2 separate regions of the Mus musculus genome follow, and region 2 is linked to region 1. The links are chromatin contacts, called in public promoter capture Hi-C maps. All regions are on one chromosome and are shown on one strand. Each heading gives the region's core, a stretch centred on a gene start, on an enhancer-like site or on the middle of the called end of the contact. The rest is flanking DNA. Distances are from core to core; before and after follow the strand shown.

Region 1 (6,532 bases), core at 1,919-4,418:
GATATCAAATGTCCTATAAAGTTTAGTAAATTCCCATTAGTGGCTCCGAGCTAGGCTCAGTCCAAAAACTATCAAACAAACATAGACCATATCTTTTAGTGATAGTCAAAGAAAAATTGAAATATAGAAAAATTGTATAAGAGCAACCATGGTAGCAATGCCCCCAAATGATAACAGAACTCTTTAAAAAAATTCTAACCATTCATGAAAAAAATTTAAATGAGGCATTTTCAAGGTAGGATTCTTCCTCTAGCTACAACAATTCAATCAAATAATGATTTTGGAAACAAAAGACTCATTTCTGTGCATTTGGAATCTCCTGGCCTCTGTAAGTTCAAAATACAGTCCAAGGGGGCATTGACTACAACCTAATTAACTGCCTTCCTGTTTAAATAAGGCCAGGCAGTGCAGATTACATTCCAGGGCTGCCCATGACTGTCTCTGGGAGACCCAGCATCCCTGTCGGCCATGGTAGCTACCTGAGTTCATGCCGTAAAGTAGTATGTTAGCAGATTGTGTGGGGTTCTTGTGCAGAACAGTGAAGGAGGCCCTTGAGACGTCTTTGAAATGTCAGGAACTCTCTCATGAAGTGGCTTTCAACTAATAAGTCTTTGTAATTATATTATCAGAGACCAAGCAAAATGAAAACCAGGTTCTTAGGAGGCAGACCACAACATAATTAGGTGTCCTCTGGGGACCAAGTTGGCAGGAGAGAAAGAGAGGACCAGTCAAAGACTGTAGGTGCAAGTATGATTGGCTAGTAAGCACCAACAACAGTTTAGAATTCGGAAATGTATACATTTTCTAACAGATGAGGAGACAAAGTAATTCTTCCTTTAAGGGGCACATTATATGTGCATGACTCTACAGAGCTTGCAAAACAAACAAACAAAAAAATCCATGCATTTAAAATTGTCACAAAGTTATCACATAGAGGGTTTGCTTTAGGGTTGATTTATGCTTTTTGTCTGAAGAATTGTGCTTTGAACTTAAGGGCATGACCCCTATAGCTCAAGTAGATAGGAGGGACTGATTGTAGGATAGTTTCTATAAAGGAATGAACTGTGCTCTGGAGTGTCCTTCCTCCTACCCCATCCAATAAGCTTCATTTCATTGGAAATATGGCATAGGGTGGTATTGCTTGTCATTGTTTCTGAGACTCATGAGGAGTACCAGGGCTATTTGTCTGCATAGGGCACTAATTTTCTAGAATAATCTACAACAAAACATCACTGCTCCCGTCAGAAATTTGACTTAAGAACCCGAATTACTAGGCTCCAATGTTCTTCCTGTTTTGTTAGCTTTTAAGAGTATACCAAAGGGGCCCTCATCAGTTGGGAGTTTTATGGAGTTCATGTGGGGCTTTGACAAGTTGCACAGTCTGAATAGTCCCTTTCTTGTGTGGTCCTGGGGGACTGGATAAAGCCGTCATCTACTCCCTCTGACTCCTGCGCCTGACTTTATAAAGCATGCCCCCCTTGACCTTCACTGTGGAACTAAACTGGGATGAGGGAACCCTGAAGGGATTCTGCTGAGTCTGCAGGAGATCCAATTAGGCTCCAGTCAACTCAGAAGGAGCAGAGGGGGAGGAGTCGGCCAAGGGGCTGGGAAAGTCGCTGAAGTTAGCCAGGGCCCTGAAATAGTCGGAGGAAACAGGAGCTGGCCTAAAGAAAGTGACGGGATAAAATTAGAAGACTTGGAAATCCCTAACGGAGGGACTCGGGGCAGCGAGGAGGGTCACTGTTAAACACCTGCCAATGGACTCCTTCAATATCTGGTCGGATCCGGTATCAGGAACCTCTGACGTCAACTTCCAGACTGATGGTTTAAATCCTCGTTTTTTTCTTTTGGGTTCCTCGGGCTTGGAAATACTTTTAAAAGGCAATGAGCCTGCCTGGCGTGGTGTGAGCTCTGTGAGTGTGCCTATGAAAAGTACTGGGGCTCTGAGTGTGAGGGTCCCCACAAAAGCTTGCCTCTAGGGACAGAGCCGACCGTGGGCTTACCTGCGGGCAGCCAGTGGCGGGCGACCCAGCTCTGCACGGCGCTCAGGTCGGCGCGCGTCCGCCGCAGTTCCTCCAGCACAGCGCCTAGGCCAGGCACTGTCGCCTCGGGTCGCCGCGCCTCCGCGTCCTCCAGGCGCGCCAGCCTGAGGCTCGCGTCACGGCTCTCCTGCAGCAGCGGCTCCAGCGCCCGCACCAGCCTGGCGTCTGCGGGGCCACCGGCTGCGCACGGCCTCGCCATGCCGCCCGCCAGCCGCCCCAGCTCTGCCCGCAGCCGCTGCAGCTCTCCACGGAGGACGTCGTCGGTGGCCTGCAACAGCATGCCCTCCCGCATCTGCGAGTTCTCCAGCATGATGAACAGCTTGTCCCACTCCGAGTGCTCCTGGCGGCAGTCGCATGGCGTGGCTAGAACGCAGGACACACACAAGTGTTATCAGCTTGTCCTGGGTGGCCATGGGTTGCACTCTTGGTGACTCCAAGTTTCAGCCTGTCCCCAGCAACCGCTCTCCTTCTAAGGATAGCTCTGAAAACAGCGTGCGTGTAAACTCAAAGATGACACAGGACTATTCTTTATAGGACATGTTAAACTAACTGAGAAAATGCCATTAATATAGCTAAAAACAGTTAAAGATTTCGTATAACTTAACTCATCATAAATGTTACAAAAATAATTTAAAACCTCTGGCTTTTCTCAGATAGTCCTTGCTTTCTTGCTTTCCTTTTTTCCCCCAGTCCTTGCTTTCACAAATAAAGTATAATTTTAGCTTGCTTCATTGGCTATCTATGTTAATTATGTTAATCGCGCCCCCCAAAAAGTGAGTTATGTAGTTTTGATACGCTGAGAGAGTTAAAAATGAACTTACGGTCCTCGGTGGGATGAAGTCCATTGTCTATTTCGTTGTCCAAATTCACATACATGAGCTCGTAGTCATCCGAGGTCTCAGCCACTACTGCAGACCAGAGAGCACAAAGCAGGATCGCAGGGAGGTGCATTGCTGGAGAGGCGAAATTTGCTTCGCAGCCGCAGGGGAAGAAGCGAGACTCTACAGTGATCCGAGTTTGAGCCCGGGAGAGATAGTGTGAGGCAGGAGTGAAGCCCTTAATAAACGCTCCAAAGCATGAGCGGGATGAATGACTAATGTCGGTGGCACAGCGCGAGGGAGTTCCCCTGGATTTGGGGGAGGGGGTTGGGTGGGAGGGCAAGGGAGCTGAAGAGGTTGCACAATGTTAAACCACCGAGGTCCACACTGCAGGCAGATTAATTAGAGGCGAGTCAGGGGGAGAAGGGGAGGGAAGCTGGACTTTTCTGGTGCCCCTGAGGATTAGTTGCTGTAACCTGAAGTGCTAGCGCTTTGGGGGGTGAGGAGCACAGAGGTACAGGGCGAATTATCATTTTGGCATTTGGTGTGAGCTTTCATTACTCCACAACCCCTGAAGTTATGGAAAACTTTTTTTTTTCACTTTTCCTTTGGATACTTTCTCAAGACCAAGCTATAGAAAATGATTCCGTGACTCCAAAATAACCCATTAAGAATTTTTATGACTCTAGAAGTCAATCTTGACTAACTAGTCTTGACTCCTCTGGTGGAGCAACTAAAAAACACAGTATGGCTGGGTCAAAACCCAGTAAAACAGGAAAGTGAGGGCGGGAATATAGTGGCTTTAGGTGCTTGGGTATTCTTGACATATCCTATCAAGGTCCTGTTTTAAATTTACATTAGTGACTGTGTGTGTGTGTGTGTGTGTGTGTGTGTGTGTGTGTGTGTAAAACCTGCCCCCTCCCCCAGTGCAAAGTACCTAGATAGGTGTTGATAAGTCATAATAATAGTGATAAAAAATTAAAACATTTGAATAAACTCCAAATAAAGCAAGATCTAAAAAACTACACAGATCTAGAGGGAACCACTCCCAGAGGATACCCCTGAGCTGATACAAGTCTCCAATATACAAAGGAGATGGAGGGGGAGGGTTACCAGTCACATCCTGATCATGATGGCAGGGCTACTACCCTCAGGCCAGGCCTCTCAGAAGGCTGCCTCTTGGATTTCCATAGGTAAATTCCTCTGCTCCTGACAGAGACTCATGAGTGGCTTTCCTGGCCTGAGTGCCCTCACGCATCTGGAATGCACATGCATGTACCATCCACCACAATAAAAATGAATCCACAGTTAAACATAGCTAGACACGGAGGGAACAGGGCATCATAAGCATGAATCAACACAAAGTCAAAAGGCATCAGGCCCCTGCTCAAGAGCTTCACTTATTTGAGATCACGGCTAAAGACAGGGTATGTTTGAAACCGTTAAAGCCATCAGAAAGCGATGGCAATATGAGACAATACGATATTGTTTAAAGGGCAGTGTGGAGCCACAGCTTTGTAAGGTGCTTTTCTCCTAAGGCTGTGGGCTCGAGTTCAGTTTCTAGAGTCCACATTAAGAAACCTGATGTGGTGCTGTGAGGTCCTAATGCCAGTACAGAGAGCCTCTGGGATCCCTGGCTAAACAGCTAAGCCTATTGGGCAAGTTAAGGCCCACGAGAGACCCTGTCTGAAAAAGCAATGTGGAAGAACTGGATAAAAATGCTTACTGTTCTTTCAATGTCTGTGGATTGTAGCATAGTTACCTGTACTGTATGGCTAATGTCCAATTACAAATGAGCACATACCATGTGTGTCTTTCTGGGCCTGGGTTACCTCACTCAGGATGATCTTTTCTAGTTCCATCCATTTGCCTGCAAATTTCACGATGTCTTTGTTTTTAATAGCTGAGTAATATCGCATTGTGTAAATGTACCACACTTGATCCATTCTTCAGTTGATGGACACCTGAGTTGTTTCTAGTTTCTGACTATTACAAATAAGGCTGCTATAACATAGTAGAGCAGGTGTTTCTGTAGTTTGGTGGAGCATTTTTTGAGTATATGCCCATGAGTGGTATGGCTAGATCTGGACTTCAGAAGACAGAAGATAACAAGTCTGAGTGATTTCGGGCCCTTTTTCTGATGGTTTCTTCTGGAAGCTATAGAAAATAATGTCTTTCAGTCATAGAGTACATTAACAAAATGGTGCCCTGGGGTAGAGGGGCAAACAGGAAGAATAAAGGTAAGAGGCCAATTTGAATGAAAACCAGCATAATAGCGAATGGAATAAAATAGTTTGCAAAGAGTTCTGCATGTAATTAATTTATTCATGTAAAATTATAAGGCAAGAAAACGGCTCTAAGATGATAATGGATGCACACATGTAATTAAGGTAGAAAACCCTTCACAACAATGAGAAATACTAACTTCACAGGGATGATGACCTCTGAGGAGAAAAAAAGAACATTAGTCAGGAAACACTTATGGCACGAGGCAAAGTTTTGGTGCAGCTGGATGGCAGGCACATCGCTGTCGTTTTTATCGTTTCTTATGCTTGTATGTGGGCTGGAGACATTCGGTATCTAAGACAAAATGTGACTTAGAAGTGTACAGAATTTCTACATTCAGATTTCTTCATCAGTTTTGAACTGAAAAATAAAGTAAGTTCTTTGGCACTTATTTTTGGGTTTATTTCGTTGAAATTGAAGTCAGTCAAAAATGACTAATCTAGGGATTTCCCCTTCAGAACGCCCCCCCCCCCCAGGGCCTTTGTTGGAGATAGTAGTAAAAGCCATACTGCAGATTCCTGTCCCAGATTCTAGCTACAGCCCCGTTCAGTGTGACCCTTCCCATCAGCTGACCAGTGTGCAGAAACAGCTGAGTTCCATGACCTAATGTGTTCTACATCAATTATGTACTGAACCAAAATTCCCCCAATTTAAGGAGAAACACAATACAAAAGCAAGCAGAAACCTAACAAAATATATTGTTTGATATTAAATTGTTATAAAATAGTGATGGGAACAGCATCATTTTAAAAATTTACTCTAATTTTATACATCCAGGTGTTTTGTGTGCAAGTACATGCCCGGTACCTGTGGAGGCCAAAAGAGGGTGCTGTATCCTCTGTAACTGTGAGGTTTCAAGCCACAATGTGGGTGCTGGGACTCAATTTCTGGTCCTTGGAAGAGCAGCCAGTGCTCTTATGTACTGTGCCATCTCTTATCCCAGGGCAAAATTCTTTATGTGTAGTTGTTAGCTTCACTTTGAGACAAAGCCCTGCTATGTGGCCCAAGCTTGTCTTGCACTCAGTACGTAGTCCAGTGAACTTGTGGTCATCCGCCTGTCTCAGTCTCCCAAGTAATGAGGTGGGAGATGTGTACCACACCACATCTGGCTCTTACAAACTATTTTTTTTTAATTTATTTCCAAAATTTTTCATTCTATGGATGTCTTGCTAAGACATGTTTGAAACTACTCTACGAAAAGGAAGTCTTAACATTCTTTACCCAAATACATTAAATTTGTCTGCTTTCACTGAATATTGATACTCATATTCTAGAAACTCAAGCTTTCTCTCCTTGATGTTCATAATTAAATGTCTTTTGTAAATTCACACATCCTCTCCACTTAATGAAGGTTTACATATGTATACTTTCTGCTTGTTTGATTCT
Region 2 (5,750 bases), core at 906-3,405, 830 kb after region 1:
CACGTTCAGGTTGGTCAGCTCACCCGTCTCCACATTCACAATCTGGGCCTTCGTGTGAGGCATAATTCTGCCCACACTTCCAGCCTTCTGCTCCAGGGTGTCCTCGGGAAAGTTCATGAAGGTCACGGGACTGTTCTCTGTGGTTCCATAAACAACCACCAGCTCCTTCATGTTCATCTTGTTGATGATGGCTCGAATCAATTCCGGGGGTGCTGGGGACCCAGCAATCACACCTCCACGAATGCTTGTGAAATCATAACTGGAGAAGTCTGGCTGATTCAGAATATCCACAAACATCGTGGGTGTGCCATACAGGAGGGTGCCTTTCTCTCTGCTGATGGCTTCCAATGCCTTCTTGCCATTGAAGCTTGGAAAAGACAGGAGGAGAGTGGCACCATGCATCATAGACACCATTGTGCCCCCCACGGAGCCCAGGCAGTGGTACAGGGGACTGGGCAGGACCACGCGCAACTCCTCTGCAGTCTTTGTGGGCATCTTCAGACGCTGGCCTATCAGCATGGAGTTGTTTACGATGTTGTGGTGGGAAAGAGTGGCCCCCTTGGGGTTTCCAGTTGTCCCCGAGGTGAACTGGATGTTGATGGGGTCGTAGCAGGACAAGAACCGCTGGTTGTACCGCAGCTGGGCTAGGTTCTGTTCCTTGCCACCGGCTGCCACGATGTTATCCAGGAGCAGGGTCCCCGGCAGAGGGGCATCCACGGAGATGACTGTAGTCAGGTCTGGGAGTCTCTCACTCTTCAAGGCCCCTGGCTGAGCCTTTTCCAGCTCAGGACAGACCTGCTTCAGGATGTCGTAGTACTGCTGGGTCTTGAATTGTTTGGGAAACACAATACCTTTGCAGCCTACCTTTCTGAGGACATATTCCAGTTCTGAGGACTGGTAGGCTGGGTTCACAGACACCAGGATGATGCCTGCCTGGGCAGTAGCCAGCTGAATAAGTACCCAGGCATAGGAGTTGGGTCCCTGCATGCCCAGCCGGTCACCCTTGCGGAGGCCAATGCTCAGAAGACCAGAAGCAGCTTTGTCCACCTCCTCCTTGAGCTGCGCAAAGTTCAGCCTGATGTTTTCATGGAGGATAACCAAAGCCTCTCTGTCGGGGAACCTCTGCGCTGTGGCGTCAAGGCACTCGCCCACAGTTGTGTTCACAAGATGGGAGTCGGTGTGGCCCTGAATGTAGCTGAGGCCTCCAATGGGCAAGGGGTTGGTGCAGTTCACCATTCCAGAACTGAGAGCGCGGACACTCTGCAACTTCGAGTTCGGCCGAGGGCGAGTGAGCAGCGTCCGGGGGCCCCGCGCCCCCAGGCTCGCGATACACAGCCTCCCGAAGCGCAGCATCCCGTGATAGACAGCCATGGCTCGCTTCCGCCGCGGGTCTGGGCCAGGAGTAAAACTCCACAAGAGTTTTTTTATTTTCCAATTCTAAAGACTGTAATGAGAGAGTCTTTTAGAGGCTAAGAGGCTTTGTTGATTAAAATGATGTAATAGTAATAATAATAATAATAATAATAATAATAATAATAATAATAAATTAAACCATGCAGATGGCTCAGAGGGTAAAGACACAAACGTGACAATTTGGTTCAATCTCTGGGACCCAGAAAGTAAAAGTAGACAACTAACTTCCTCAAGTTGTGTTCTGACAACGTTGTGGCACGGCCCTCCAACCAATCAATCAATCAACTAATCATCAATCAACCAATGAGCCAATTGTTCAATCAATGTAATAAATTTAAAAAGAAATATAAAGTGCACATGTGGAATGAAATACCAATAACGTTAGTTAGTTCGTTAGCTAGCTGGTTAGTTAGTTAAAACAGTACTGCTTGTATGGTTGCTCATTTCGATTATCCAAGCCTGTCTCTGGAGACTGAGGCAGGCGAGTTAGAGAGCAGCTCTAAACTACACACTAAACTACAAATCCCTTCATTCTTTGTGGCATTGAGGCGCCACGTACCCTGAAGGATGCGGAAGTCTTGTTCGCATGCCCAATCGTACCTCGACGCTTGTGAAACGACGGCAAGATGGCCAATCCCGAAGCAGCGTACCCTGCGGAGTCCCGCCTCCGCGTTGCGCTGACGGGTCGCGGGCGGATACGCGGCCTTCTGAACCTTCCCTGCCTCCCTGCTCCCGGCCTCCAGTCTTCAGCTCGGCCATGGCTCCCAAAGGCGGCTCCAAGCAGCAGTCCGAGGAGGACCTGCTCCTTCAGGATTTCAGCCGCAACCTGTCGGCCAAATCGTCGGCGCTGTTCTTCGGGAACGCGTTCATCGTGTCTGCCATCCCCATCTGTGAGCTTCGGGCGGGCGGCGGTGGCGGCGGGGACGTGGCGGGCGCGGCGGGGAGGCCTAGTGTCCGGAGCAGCGTCCTCGGGAAGTCACTCGCGGCGTGCTTCTGAGCCGGGCGCGGGTTCTGGCCCGGAATCTCTTTTTGGTACACTGCCCTTCTCCTCACCACTGTTGGACACTAGGATGTCTTTAATGAACCGGGCGGGGGAGCCACTGATAAACCTTCACTGAATTAGCAGCGTGACCCGTGGCAAACCTCCCCTTACTCCCGAGCATCCTTTGGACGTGCAGAATGCCAAGTTAGGCCTTGCCCGAGGTCCGCGATCAGCCTTGTTTAGGATTTCAATAACTCCTAGAGAGCAGCTCGAGCCTTCTCGATTGAATGAGAAACTGCCCACTTGAAGGCCAAAACTGTCTCCAAGTCCAGGTTTTCCGAGTTTCCTGTCTCCTGACCCGCACTGCCGCAGTGCTGCAGGCCAATCATGTCCAAAAAAAGTTCTTTGTTATTTTGGCCTTGTAAAAAGCTCAGCTTGCAGTGAATGTGGTGTGGAGCCCCCTGGGTTCACTGGCCCGACAAAGCATTGTTTGGATTTCAGTGAGCAGCCACGTCAGCAAGTTAACCAAAGTTTTGGGACAGCGGTTGATTTAAAATGGCCCGTGTTTTAACTTCCTAGTATTCCATGAGTGAAATTGTTATTATTTGTAATCCCCACTCCCAGTTTGTTCTCAAGTTAGAAGATGAAATTTCTAGACTAGCAATATCCCCACAGCCTACCTTTCTGTACTGGGAAAGCCCTGAACTGGGACAAACCCAGTTTATTGTCTATCTCACCTCTAGTGAAGTTTTTCGGATACTGGGTGGGATTTACTGACTCTCATTTACCTGGCTTAGCTGTAGTCTGGCATGTGCAATGGGGCAGTGATGTTGTGTGTCCCTTGCTTTTGTCTTATCTCAGGGTTGTATTGGAGAATATGGCATATGGATCTCATCCAGTCTGCTGTGCTCTACAGTGTGATGACCTTAGTAAGCACTTACTTAGTAGCCTTCGCGTACAAGAATGTAAAATTTGTTCTGAAGCACAAGTAAGTACCCTAAACCCAACCCCAGTCTGCATATTTTATGTTAGGGGGTCTTAAACATGATTTATAAGCATTAGTTTGAAATGTGTATGTAGTTAATCGTGAACCATATGACACTTCTGTGGAAATAGGTTTTGAGGGTGGAGTTTGAATATTCATTCCCAGTCTTCAATTGATGGTTTGGTCAGAAAAACAAGTCTATTAAATCAATGAATGTTTCCGAAACTCAGTGGATTTCTTTCTAGAAATTATTTTAGGCTGCCCATTTACTAATTTTGGAAGCAAAAAATTAAAAATTCTCTGACATTTTCAATGCCAGTTACTTTTTTTTTTTTTTTTTTTAATCTTGTAAGTCTATTCACTGTAGAAGACAACCCTATTTCTTGAATTTCAAGATCACGTATAAGACGAATTATTTTACTAGCTTTAGGAGAAGAAAACCCAAGTTTTTTTTTTTTTTTACACAAAGTTCTTTCTTTTTAAAAAATTTTTATATGAGTATACTATAGCTGTTTTCAGACACACTAGAAGATAGCATTGGATCCCATTACATATATTCTATGAGCCACCATTTGGTGGCTGGGAATGGAACTCAGGACCTCTAGAAGAGCAGTTAGTGTTCTTTAACCACTAAGCCATATCTCCAGCCTGGAAAACCTAAGTTTTACCTCAGTAAATTTTTATGTTTTAAGCACTTGTGTACTCTGCTTTCCTAAAAATAAAACAGGAGGGTGTAGCAGGCTATTCCCTTATTTGTTCAATAGGGCCTTTTAGGTTTTTCTTTGAAGTATTATTATTTTTTTTAAAAATAATTAACTCTTTTACTTTTGAACTGCGCTTGTGTGTTTGTGTCTGTGGTTTGGTGTGTCTCTTGCCTGAGGGGCCAGAAGATAGTGATAGATTTCTGGAACTGGAATTGCACATAGTTCTGAGCCACCTGATAGAGGTGCTGGGAACTGAACTCAGCTCTTCTGCAAGAGCAATGTGTACTCTTAACTATTGAGCCTTCTCTTGAGCTTCTAAAGTAATTTTTTAAAGGCAGTAGGTATTCCGATCTTAAATTTGTCATCTATTTACTGTTTTAAAATTTCTCACAGTATCCACACTTGACTAGAAACTAGTTTTGTTTAGATTGATATAGCAGTCTGCATCTGGTCTCTTGAAACAAAATTTAGAGTGTACTCTGACACACATTGCTTAAAGCTATTTGATGATACTTTTCCTTGCATTGTTTATATTTTATGGGATAAAAAATCACACATGCTCGTGAGGGGCTGGAGTGGTGGCTCATTGGTTAAGCTACTCGATGCTCTTCCAGAGGACTCAGTTTCAATTCTCAGCACCCACATGGTAGCTCACAACTGTCTGTAACTCTAGTTTTAGGGGATCTTATGCCTCCTGGTCTTGGGTACCAGGCATGCCTGTAGTGTACAGATATACAAACAGGCAAAATACATCACCATCATCTTTTTTTTTTTTTTTCCAAGACAGGGTTTCTCTCTGTGTAGTCCTGGCTGTCCTGGAACTCACTTTGAACACCAGGCTGGCCTCGAACTCAGAAATCCGCCTGTCTGTACCTCCGGAGTGCTGGGATTAAAGGCGTGTGCCACCACCATCATCATTTTTAAAGATCACATATCTTAGCCAAATGTCTGAGAAGTAATATATTGCTCTTTATCTGTCATTTTTATTTTGCTAACTATCTCAATACATCATGTCCTTCTTTTTTCTAATACAGTAACACCAAAAATCCTTTCTGGTCCTTAGATTTAAAGTCATCTGCCTCCTTCCTGTGAGTTTAGCCTAAGCCTTCAGATTTAGACTTAGCCTTCTTGCTTTCTATTATATGTCTGTTATTTCAAGACCCAGTAAACTTTTGCAGAGACTTCCTGACTTTGCTCGTTCTTTGGTTATCTTTCTGGTTGGCTCTTATAATTGACAAGTACTTAGTAGTGTATTATGATTTCAGTTAGTAGGGTATTATTTAAGGGATGGGCCAGGAGTGGCCTCAGCTGCTTTCTTGCTGTCCTTCTGGGAGGCTTGGGCTTCATGACTGAAGTTCTGCTAGACCAGCAGACTCAGCAGGTCATCTTTGTCATCTTTTTGCTTGGCAGCTTCTTTCCTACCTGTTATTTCAAGATTCAGCTCATTTGGTCCTCTAGTATTCTGGACTGTGTTCTTATGGGACATGGCCGCCTATGGATAGAGACTCCATCAGAGTATAACCTTGTATGACTGTCCTTTATGATCCCGTGGCAGCTTAGCCACTGTCTGTGCTTACCTTGCATCTAGACTCTAGATTTTAGAGGCTCTTGTGGTTGAATCAAGACAGAAACCCACTGCCTCAAATGAATGATCTTAGGTGTTCTT

The links. Promoter capture Hi-C pulls out the DNA fragments that hold promoters and counts their contacts.
Region 2: a promoter capture Hi-C map of neural stem cells shows a contact between it and region 1. The contact joins the promoter of Ssr3 here to the promoter of Ptx3 in region 1. A contact is called at or near these places in 3 of 39 promoter capture datasets (cranial neural crest, hippocampal neurons and neural stem cells) and 1 of 115 datasets of contacts at active chromatin or transcription factors (astrocytes).

What each region holds. Positions count from the first base shown.
Region 1 is chr3:66,216,523-66,223,054 of GRCm38.p6, reverse strand. Ptx3 (pentraxin related gene) reads right to left here and starts at 3,168. Exons shown (of 3, transcript NM_008987.3): 1 at 2,864-3,168; 2 at 2,004-2,405. The coding sequence starts at 2,993. The region is part of intron 4 of Veph1 (ventricular zone expressed PH domain-containing 1); the gene reads left to right.
Region 2 is chr3:65,388,958-65,394,707 of GRCm38.p6, reverse strand. Ssr3 (signal sequence receptor, gamma) reads left to right here and starts at 2,155. Exons shown (of 5, transcript NM_026155.3): 1 at 2,155-2,303; 2 at 3,257-3,383. The coding sequence starts at 2,171. It also overlaps the pseudogene Gm5540.